2 separate regions of the Bos taurus genome follow, and region 2 is linked to region 1. Evidence: chromatin contacts called from public Hi-C data. All regions are on one chromosome and are shown on one strand. The core of a region is the stretch at or near the end of the contact, and the rest is flanking DNA. Distances in the headings are between cores, read along the strand shown. Region 1 overlaps CDK6 (cyclin dependent kinase 6). Region 2 holds the start of CDK6 (cyclin dependent kinase 6).

The links. A called contact is a pair of places that touch in the nucleus more often than the background predicts.
Region 2: a contact with region 1 is called in a Hi-C map of liver, with 2.4 times the contacts expected there. The contact joins the promoter of CDK6 here to the enhancer-like site in region 1. A contact is called at or near these places in 3 of 11 Hi-C or Micro-C datasets (liver, skeletal muscle and skin fibroblasts).

Annotation. Positions count from the first base shown.
Region 1 is chr4:10,032,340-10,038,022 of ARS-UCD2.0, reverse strand. All of the region lies in intron 3 of CDK6 (cyclin dependent kinase 6), which reads left to right. Among named protein-coding and RNA genes, the nearest start is that of FAM133B, 110 kb to the right of the region's middle. Within about 2 kb of position 3,537, at least 48 of the 102 cell types and tissues checked have an H3K27ac peak or open chromatin away from gene starts, as enhancers often do. A contact at or near this core is called in liver, skeletal muscle and skin fibroblasts, where this site is marked.
Region 2 is chr4:10,183,464-10,189,146 of ARS-UCD2.0, reverse strand. It overlaps CDK6 (cyclin dependent kinase 6), which reads left to right and starts at 2,349. Exons shown (of 7, transcript NM_001192301.2): 1 at 2,349-2,749. The coding sequence starts at 2,517.

The DNA of each region.
Region 1 (5,683 bases), core at 2,288-4,787:
ATCTTGTTAAGGGTTCATCGTGTGCTGACAGCTAATGGCATCAGTGGTTTAATTATTGACTTATTCTAGATCTAGAGCAGACAGACTTCCTAGTATTTTGAAAACTGCTGGACACTTTAAATGTCAGCCTTGCTTTGCAAGGGATCTTATACAAGTGTTAAGCTTCCCATCTTCCGATCATCAACTAGTTTATCAGTTAAAATGGAAGGGAGGCTTCCCAGCCCAGTTGAAATTGGCAAGATTATTCATCTTGCCTATATCGAATGTATACATAAAAATGGCCTCAGTTCCTATTTTCAATGCAAAAACAGTATGCTTAAAAGATAGATACGGGTGCCCTGCAGTTTCTGGAGCTGCCCTCATGGAGAGTCATGGAAACATGGTCTCTAGTGTGCTTTGTAATAGTAACATGTTTATGTCATGAACCAGGACCCATGTAGCCAAAAAGCTTTTTCTGCCGCCACCATGCCAAGGCTGACAACTGAATGAGGGAAAAAATGAATTAATTGCATGAATATTAAGAGGTTACGTATCTATTATAACGTTGGGCCCCAAGTTGACTAATTAAAAGGAATGCAGTTTGGAAAGCTGCCACAGGCCTGCTGCTTTCATTTGGAGGACCGCAGGCTGAAGGCAGTGGCTTGCGTGCCGGGCCCAGGGAGCGCTGGTGCGGCGCACAGGCCGTCCACACGAAGCCTGCACGTCTGCGTTACACTGACGACAGGGTGGCCCACAGGCAAACAAAATGGTTAAACAATGCATAATCAAGTTTTTATTTGGTATTTCCTGCGAGGCTGTACCAGTTGCCAGGGAGTGCACTGTATTTTTTTGTTCGGCTATATTAATTGTTGACCATGGCTGGCAGAGCACCAAACAGGGACAGATAAGGAGGAAAATGGCATCTGGACATTAAAGTCCCAAGTGTACTGGGGGGTGGGGGGAGTACACACACAAAAATTACAGCATATATCAGGAATTTTCCAACTAACGATGTGCGGATGTGAAAAAGAGCCAAACTGAGCTTTCTTTGTTCGCTACGAGAGGCCCCCCTGTAACATTCCTTTTAGCTGTGCATATTTTGGCTTCATTTGTACAGTTTTAACTTTATGCTCTGTGTGGAGAAGCTCAGTTGTAACTGGTTGTTCCTAATAATTATATTGCAATAATTAAAATTCATGGATAGCTGTTAGGTTCTTGGTCATTGAGAAACTGCTTCAAAAACCAAGTCAAAGCCAAAGACTTCTTTTAAGCGACCTTTCATTTCTGTCTAAAAGATGGCTATAATTATTTCTTTGATTTACCAACAGTCTTTTTAAAAGACAAGATTCATTGATGGAAACAAAAGAGAGACAATGTCTTAAAAACTTGGGGTACGAGGATGGGGGGCAGAGGATTAATGAGATCTTGTAGCCTGCAAATAAAATCTTCCCCAACTGGTTTGTAAAACATGAAAATCTTTGACAGGGACAGTCCCCTTTGCTATGCTTTAAATCCATTTAAAAATGCAAAACTAATACATACATATTCGTAAATCTGTTGCAGAAACAGAGTATGGCAGTTTTGTGACCTCGATTAGAAATCATGTTACTGGTTTAATTGAGTAATAAAATGGAACATCTCCAGCTGAACACAACTCCCTTCTTGAAAGACTGGTCAGCCTTGGGGGTCCCCAGTAACCATGAAGATGACAACATGCACTGAACCGTTAGAGCTGTGAAGTATGTTTGGTAGGGGCGTCTGTTGTGGTGTTACTGATCTGTGTGTGTGTGTGGCCCTCAGGTCCAGTGGTCATACCTGCAGCCCCCGGGGTTATGCTGCCTTTAAGTTCTGACTCCAGCATGTGGCTCCCTATAGTTATTAGCGTGTTCTGCACATCAGTTTTCTCCCGAGAATATGGGCAAGACATTCAGTGCCTACATCACAAGTCAACATAGGATTTAAACAACCAAATTTGCAACGTTCTTAGTGAAGTGCCAGACATAAGGAAAACTCACGGTAAACTTTGCCTGTCATTACATCTTTTCTATTGTGTGGAGCTCTGATGTTTCTTTTCGCTTCTCAAAATAATTGTTTCTAGTTAGCGTCTGCATTAGACTTGAATATATTTACTTAATCACCATTGACTTCTACCGTCGAACAGGTTGTTTTGTCTGTAATGAAAGCCAAGATAGTGGTTTTGTTTACTCTTAAACATTCTTGGAGAAGCTGAAATTTTAATACCTGTTTTCAGAAGCCCTTATTAAGACCAATTTGAGTTGAGAAAAGCTGAAGACTAGTATTCTCAAATAGCGCCATTCTTCTAGAGATGGACTTCTAACCACAGGATACGCATACTTGATGATGTTATAGACGGCTGCCTGGTAACACAAAGGCCATGACTTCATCTCCAAATGCTGAGAGAAAATCCTCTCTTATTACTGTCTCATATTTGATTGAATGGTTTTCATAAGAACTTATTTTAATAACTTTTGTGCATTTCAGTTACATTTTCTAGTGTTTGGTGTTTTTCACTTTCATCTCCAGAAGTCTTAACCCTTAACCTTAAACACATGTTAAGGATTCATAGACTCTGGATATTAGAATTGCACAATTCATTTCAACACCCCAGGAATTCTGTGTGCTGTCCATTCAAATAAAGGGACGACATTATTCATGATGATCAATATACAGGTACCAAACATTTTTAAATCCACAAAACTTCTTGTAGAGCAAAGCATCTGTTAAAATAGACACAAGTCCTTGACATCAGACCAGTTTTTCTCAAAGCTAAATCTTGTGTCCTGAAAACATTTTGAGGTCTTAAATAATATTACTGTTGAATAACATCTTTTGAGTCATTTAGGAAAGACATACATATATATGGGAAGTTTTTTTCTAGTGGGATCTTTACATCTTAACAGTAGGAATAAAAGCTTTATTAATTCTCTTCCACCGAAACGGTAACAACTAATAATAAATGGAATGCGGTCAGCTTTAACTTAAAACTGGAAGACTCGCTTTTCATTTCTCCAGTTGGCTTTTTCTCTTCGGCTGCTTTTTAAGTCGGGCTGTTAGCAATTTAGCATGTCTTTAATTGTAAGCACCATTCTTCCAGTCCGGAGATCCCTATAGGAAGCCCCACTCTCCCAGCCGCGCCCTCTCATTGGCTTGCTGGGAAAAGAGCATTTCTGCATAAATTGGATGCTTCCTTCTCCCCAGGAGACCAAATATGCTCATGTTTCACAATCCCCTGGTTTGTAAGCCTGAGTCCGTCGCCTGAAGCTGGAAACTTTCACTTTGTAGAACACAGCCCATGTCGAAACCCAGACCCCAGAGCCCCAACATGCTATGGGTCTGAAAGCGGACTGAATGCATGCTTGTCAGCCCAGTGTTTCTGAGCTGCCTCAGCCAAAATCAGAAACCGATGTGCCTGAGAGTGGTATCCTCCAAAGAAAGGTATTTCCTTTGTGCGGCCCCAGCACACACAGTATCCAAGGGGTTAACCTGAGAGCTGCTTTGAGAACGGAGGCGAAGGTCACCGGCGGCAACAGCAAAGACTTTTAAAGCCTGCCGTCCTGAGCCTTTCACCCTGCCTTTCCCACCCAGGGGATTGTAAACATTGGCTCCCGGCCACCACGTCCCACAGCACAAAACTTCTCTGTGCTTTCAGCATATACACTTATGCTCTTTTTTTTTTTTAATGGAAGCTGAAGCAAAGGCGCGTTCTTGCTGGGAGCACAGAGAACGTGTTTCTGTTCGGGGAAAGGAAAGAGATCCCATCCTGCTGGAATGTGGAAGCATGCAGATATGCTTATTTAGCGGTGCTTCACATGGAACTTAGCCGCTGCTCTTAGCCTGTCTTTCTCAAGTCAAAAGAATGTGTAGAATGCTGTCACTTAATCAGAACCCAGAAGAGCTCTTTTATCTGCCATTTGTTAGTAACTAGCAATATTGCCCTTATCTCTTTGTCCTTTAGCTCCAGCCAGTGCCCTGGGATATGAGCACTGGTAACAAGAAAGCACTTATTACCTTGAGCGTTTGCTTCTTGTTTTTCTTTTTTAAAACTTCAGAGTTCTTTAATCACCATCTAAGAAGTTGAAGGGATTTTTTTTTTTTTTACTTAAATAAAGTTGTCTTAGTCCTGGGACCATGGTTGTTCGGTGATGTGGAAAAGAAACTGAGATGATTCATATACTTACGCTGCCATTGATACCTGCCTCTATAAAAGTCTGTTATCCACACAACTTGTAAATAACCTTTATGAATTCAGTCACATGAAAAAGTGGAATTTCCAGAAATATTATACGTAGCTTAAATTTCTCCTTCCTCAGTGTTTTAATATTTTGTAGGGGGGTTAATATCCTTTCACCTATTTTAAGTAATTTTATGTCATTTCAGTCATTTAATATAATAGTTTTTTTCTCTTCAGTGATTTCTAAAGACACAGCTGAAAAATTCATGGTAATCAATCCATACGTTATAATAGTAGCTCAGGGCAGAAAAAATCATACCCCATGACATTTTTTTAAAAGTGTATTTCAGAGGCAGGCATATAATAGCGTACCCGTTTCTTCTGAAATGGCTACTATGAGCCCATTTTGGAATAAATTTGGATGCTTGCCTACAGAAAGGTCAGTCACTAAACATTCCTGTTTGAGTAACGATGCTTGATTCTGAAAAGCCCGACATCAGCCCCTGCCACATCGCACAGACATGCAGACAGGCTCTGCTCTAGCCTCTAGCTGCAGTTGATGACAGATGTGTGACTTTGCCTTCTGCCTCTCAGCTGAAATGACTCTTAGAGGTTCTTCACCAACTCTTCTGGAATTCCAGTGTTGCTGTATGGAATCACAGAGTCCGTTGTGTACTTATAAAGGTCCTTTACGTTTTCCTCTTGATCAGAGTTCCCTTTCTCAAAGTGTGACGGTTCTGTGATCAGCACCCCTGACCTGGATGTGTTGTATGGGTTGACAGCACCACGTCCAGGTAGCTTCACCAAGCAGGTAGAATGTATTTATTCTTGATTATTGGAGTCTAGGCTTGGAAGGACTTTAGAAATAATCTCATGTGACCTCTGGATTTTATAATTGAGGATGCTCAGTCATGTCCAACTTTTTGCATCCCCATGGACTGTAGCCCTCCAGGTTCCTCTGTCCATGGGATTCTCCAGGCAAGACTGCTAGTGTGGGTTGCCTTTCCCTTCTCCAAGGGATCTTCTCGACCCAGGTATCAAACCTGGGTCTTCTGCAGTGCAGGCAGATATTCTTTATTGTCTGAGCCACCAGGGAAACCCCTATAGGAGAGGAACCTGGGGCCCATTGATACCAAATTACTTTTTTTTTGAGACAAAACACAGATATTATTTACTGATATATCTGGAGCTAAAACCAGGTCTCTAGATTTCAGTCCAGGACTGTTTCTCTTACTCCATCTAGCCTTGTAGCCCCTGTACTGCATGATGAGCTCCCTGACAACCAGAGGTGGGCATGAGGTTCACCGATGCTGCTCTTCACACCGTGGGTGTGCCTCCATAGGCTGAAATTGGCAGAAGTGATTATGAGCAGGTCTTTTGTACCCTGAGCAGGAAGTAGCATCAAGTCTTGGTCCCTACTTATCCCCAAGGTGTCTAGTGACTGGCATTTCAACTCTTTAGCTCATCGGCTTGTCATGCCTCAGTTTTACTGTGATAAGTTTCTCTCAATTC
Region 2 (5,683 bases), core at 1,100-3,599, 150 kb before region 1:
TCAGTGTGCACGTGGGCGCATCTGCGTGTGTGTACACGCGGGAGTCGTGGTCCCCGGGGCGGCCTCAGGTCGCCGCGGTGGTGGCGACCCTTGCGGTGCTTGGCAGGCTTCGGGAGAGGCACATGAAGGATTTCATTGAGTGTGAAGACAGAGAGCAGAGACAGAAAGCAGAAGGAGGCGGCTGCAGCCTTTGTAGTCGCGGAGGAATGCGGAAATGTTGAAGCACTCTGTCAAACTTTTTTGAAATGGGGTCAAGTCACATTCAGCCAGCGTGGGAAAGCAACAACAACAACAAAAAAAGTGGACGGGGCGGGGGACAGGGGGGAGGCACGGCTGCTCCCGTTTCTCTCCGCCGGAGCCGACAGTCCGGGGAGCAAGGCGGGGAGAGCCGGGGCGGGCGGTGCGGGGCCCAGCGGGGGCGGCGGGCGCAGCTCCCTGCGGGGGTGGGACGTCCCCGCCGCTTCCTTCGCCGCCGGGCGGCGGGCAGGACTGGGGCGGGGAGGGGGCCCGCGGGAGGGGGCGGGCGGCGCGGCTCGCCGCGGCTCCTCCGCTACCTGTGTGGCCCTCGGCCTGGCTCCGACCGCTGGTTCCTCGGCTCGGGGGGCTCGTTCCTCGCCCTACCCCCGCCCCCAGGACTAGCCTTCACCTTTTAAGGAGAATTTTGAATGGAGAGAATGTGAGGGGCCCGGTGCTCTCCGCGGTCCCCTCCGCCCGCAGACCGCGGGGGTCGCGCAGTCTGTATCTTTAATTCCTGGCGGAAGGCGAGAGAGCCAGAGGTTGCGGGGCAGGTAATTCCGAGGAGCTCCGGGAATTTCGGACACGCAGTCGGAGCGGTGAATGTCCGGCGGAGGCCACAGCGTTGGTGGAGCGGAGGTCCCCTGGGTCCTGGATTGCAGTTTGAATGGGAAAGAAGGGTGCGACCCCCCCCTTCCCTGTTTTGTTGTGTGTGTTGGGGGTGGGCTCCGGGGGTCACTGACTGCTATTCGGACCCGACCTTAAGCTGAAAGGGGAGTGGAGCAACCACCTCTGCTGCCTACTTAGGGAACAACCCGGGTAGTGGGGAAAGGTTCGCGAGTCCTGGCCGCGGGGGCGCAACCCCTTTTCGCTTTCCCCTGGAGGCTCAGCTTTTACTCCCCCCACCCTTACCCTTTTTAAGGGGAGGCTGAGTTTTGCTCAGGTTGCAGTCGGTTGAAAAATTAAAGGCGAGTCACGATTATGCCGCCTTGCTTCTGAAGTTGTTCTCCAAGGAGACGACAAGCTGAAGTGCGGCGAGCACCTCTTTATCCCATTCTTAGGGTTCGGTAGGCGACTTCACCTGCCCCCCCTCCCGCCCCCGCCGCCACACCGCGGGGGGAGGCATCTCTCACCCACTCCCGAGTAGCGGGAGCTCCCGCCCTCTCGGATCTGATGGGTTTCCACCAGGGAGGTCTTCCCAAGTCAGAGGAAGGATTCCGTTTCCAACCCAGACTCTTTTACCTTAAAAAGACCATTTGTGTGTCGTTTTTAAATGTCTCCTCGTAGAAAAACTGAAAGTAGAAAGAAAGGAAGCAATTTCCGAGCAGATGTCTGACCACCCCTTCTCGCACACTCCCAGCATCGGGTTACAAAGGTCCTGGGAGCCCCCACCCACATTCTACGGCCGCACTCGGGCGGACCCGAGGTCTCTCCACACCAGGCTGCGCAAGACCCCAGAACGCCCCCACGGCACCCATGGAGCCCCTGTCCCCTGACGTCCAGGCCCGGTAGGCAGGGAGGGTAGCAGCGCAACACAATGATACAGGGAAATATTAAGCCGTGACATTGACGTGCCCGGCGCCTCCCCTCCCCCGCGCTCCCGGCACACTCTGGGCTGCTTGGCACGCCCCCTCTCGTTCCACTGCGTCCCGCGCCCTGCGCTCATCCCAGAGGGGCCCCTGCAACCTCTCCGCGCGAAGACGGCTCCAGCTCTGCAGGGAAAGAAAAGTAACTTCGTTTTTCTCGGAGGAACCAGGAAGGATTAAGCGGCCTGGGAGAGGGCAGGAGCTCGCAGAGGGTAGCGATGGGGGCTGCGTAAAGGAGGAGGAGGGGTCCCTGTAGGAACCCCGGAGAAGGCGCCTGGGATGTCTAATTACACTTTTTTCTTGTCCTCCCGTCTCCTCTTTTAGGTGGAATGACCGTGGACTGAGACGCGCCCGGGCTGAGACTGAGACTATGTAATCGCCTCGGTGTCTGCAGAGGACTGCGCTTCGGGGAGGGAAGAGGAGGGATCGGCTCGCTCCTCGGCGACTCAGCAGGCGGAGTTTCGCAGCGGCGGCACCAGGGTTGCGCCCGCCCGCGGGGAGGTCGCTCCATCCAGCCCCGGCGGCCGCGAGAGTCCGAGCGCCCGGGCGCGGTAGTCGGCGGGGGGTGAGAGAGAAAGCGAGACCGAACTCCGGGGCCCGAGGGAGCCAGCCGGGGAGTCCGGGAGGAGGCGAGCGGCGGCCACCAGCGAGCCGAGCGCGCCCCCCGCCCGCCCCAGCGGCACCGCGCCGGGCGGCATGGAGAAGGACGGCCTGAGCCGTGCCGACCAGCAGTATGAGTGCGTGGCGGAGATCGGGGAGGGCGCCTACGGGAAGGTGTTCAAGGCCCGGGACCTGAAGAACGGAGGCCGTTTCGTGGCGCTGAAGCGCGTGCGAGTGCAGACTGGCGAGGAGGGCATGCCGCTCTCCACCATCCGCGAGGTGGCGGTGCTGAGGCACCTGGAGACCTTCGAGCACCCCAACGTGGTCAGGTGAGCGGTGGATCGGCGCCCGTGCCGTCGGGGGCAGTGCGCTGGGGGAGGGGCTGGGATCCCCGGCCCCACGAAGATGCTGCGCGTGCGGGAGGGTGGGGGGACGGCGGGGGAGGCATGGCGCCATCCGTCGACCTTACTGAGTGAGAGTGAGTTTTGTCGACAGAGCCACGAGCCAGAGCTGGTGATCTTGCCAGACAGCGAGCAAAAAGACCAGTCAGAAAATATGACCTGCGCAGCCTTCCTCGCTGCTGTGCCAGTTCTAAGTGTTTTTCTCCGGTTCGTCCTGAAAGAGGTCCTGAAAGATGGATGTCTTTTAGGGGCTAGAACAAGGCAACCTGAGACGGGCGCCCCCCACCCCCCACCCCCAGCCCACCCGTGTAGTTTCCTTGGCCATTAGGGGAGTTTTTGAGAGAATGAATGAGAGGTAACAGGGTATGGTGGTAATTAGTAGGAAGAAAAGTCTTCTGCCATAGCCTAGTATAAATGAGGTTTGAAAGTGCAGAAACACTTGAGAATAATTTTGTCAATTACACCTACAGTTTCTTTTCGCTAACATTGCATATTGATAAGGATGCCTGATGAAGGACTTCAGTGCCAACGCCCAGTTTGTGTCCTTTTAAAAATGTCTTCCAAATATGTTACCTGTTTGTATTATTTTGTGTGTCTAAGAGAGCATAGTCCTTAGGCTTCTTCTCCAGTCAGTCAGTCCAGGTTATGAAATATTTAGATTCTAAACGTCCTGCCCAGGATTTTCCTGGGTGGGCTGTGCTGCCGGGTGGGGAGGCAGCAGTTTTTACCGCGTTTCTTGTGTGGGAACCAGTATTAAACCAAAGTGTGTGTGACTTTGGATAATGGTGTTTTCTTAGTGATCCTGGAATTTCCCCATTGTGTGTTTGACATTGTGTGGTGTGTCATCCTTTTCTTTTTTAAACAGAGGTGCATAGTTTTAAGCTGAAAAGGAATGCCCGGAAACTTCTACAAATTAGGGTGTGATTTTACCTTTCTCAACCAACGTCTAAGATAATAAGTTGGAAAAAGGAGGTCTTGAGGTCTTCTTCCTGTCTCCTTATCCGTCGAGGGGCTCTTTTCAACAGATATATATCTACTACTGTATGTGTGCTGTGGACGAGATTATGTAAATAAGCATAGCTAAATATTTTTGTGAAAAGTCAAACAATTTAACATTAGTCACCAAAGTGGAGAGACCCAAGACTGACCTTTGAAATACCAAGCCCTCTATAGACTCAGGAAGCCCATGTGTCTACAGAGTCTTCCTGGGAGGTTTCGACTTGTCTCCTCTCATCCCAGGCCGGATGACTTGTATGGTACTTTGTTCCTGCCACAGTTAGGACTCAGGCTAGAAGGCAGCAAAGAATCGTAACTACACAAACAAGGTAATAAATGGCTGTAAAGCTTGGAACCAATATACCTCTGTTTCAGCCAATAGCGAAGAGAGGGACTGAAAGAATCAGTGATTTAGGAAGATGAGATTATATATAAAAGCAGTAGGTTTTTATAACCTGTGTATTTTTTTGTTGTTGTTGAAAAAACAACAGAAACCCTTTTGGGTCGTCTTTGTGATACTGGAGAGGAAAGTGAAGGGTACATTTGTCCCCTGTAACTTAGTTATCTTCCTAGCGGAACCACCCAGTCACTTCCCAAAGGGTGAATTCCACCGCTAGAATTTAAGTCCAAAATTCTTGTTTTATTTTGTCTGTTACCTATGGATAGTGTCCAGTTAAGGATGATTATCATGTATATGAATAAAATCATGGCCTTCCAATCGTCGAGGTATTCCGGAGGCACCCCTGTGTAACACCGTCCTTTCCCTAAAGCACAGTTTACTCTCATAACAGAGGGAAGTTGTTTTTGCCCTTGTGCCGGCAAATCCAACTTATTCTCTTGATTTATCTTCTTGAGCTTGGTGTGTCTTTACACATTTCTAACCAAGCCACATGTCTTGGATTCTGTACTGAGAAATTTTAGGAGATTGCATTGATAAGTCGAAATTGTACTGATATGTTGGAAGACAAAGGCATCATTTTCTAAAACTATTTCACATGTTAAGTGGTAAAGATGACATCTACCTCTTAAGAATCGTGAGGAGAAACTGAGATAGTGTATATATGAACAGTTTGTAAATTTAAGAGCGCTTCAGATGTCCAAGTATTATTTGTGTTCAAGAAGATTGACGGTGGGGATGGGGGGGTGGGGAGGGGTGGACAGGGGGCTTGCCTTGGTAGAAGTTCCCAGTAAGGCATTAGCTCACCTGTCCTTTCCTGTAGGGACGAATCATACTCAAGCCTAGACGTTACAAGCTCCGGAACCATTAAGCTACTCGGAATATAATGAGCCTATAGTTTGTCAGAAAAAACCATCAGTCATATGCCATGAAGTTCAATGACACTTGAGAAAATCATCGATGATGTCATCCTCACGAGCTGCAGATCTCCATTCCATTTGTTTCCTTCCTGTTTCTTCCCTTCTGCTTCTGCCTGGGGCAATTACTGGTCCCCATGACTTGCTGAGCTTGACTAGGAATTCACATTTTAGATGATGGCGATAATTGTTCAGGCAGGATTAGGAAATCAAGGACAGGTGACAAATTCTTTCCTTCTAAGGGAGAGTTGTCAGAATTGGGCCCCCAAACTTGTGATTTATTGTTGCCCCAGAGGATCCATTTTACAGTCCTGTGGCTGGTTCTTTAAAGGTTTCTTAAAAGGGCAGATAGGTGCCTGTATAAATGCCTTCAAGTCACAAGTAATTGATCATAATTATAGGCCCTTCCCACAGATAGTTAAGCCTCAAAGCTTGAAGACGCATAATAAACACATTAGTTTTTCAAAAGTTTGAGATAGTTGATGGATTTGCCTGAAAAGCTGCCTTGTTGCTGGCTCTGGGACTGCCGGCATGCGCAGGGATAATGACTTG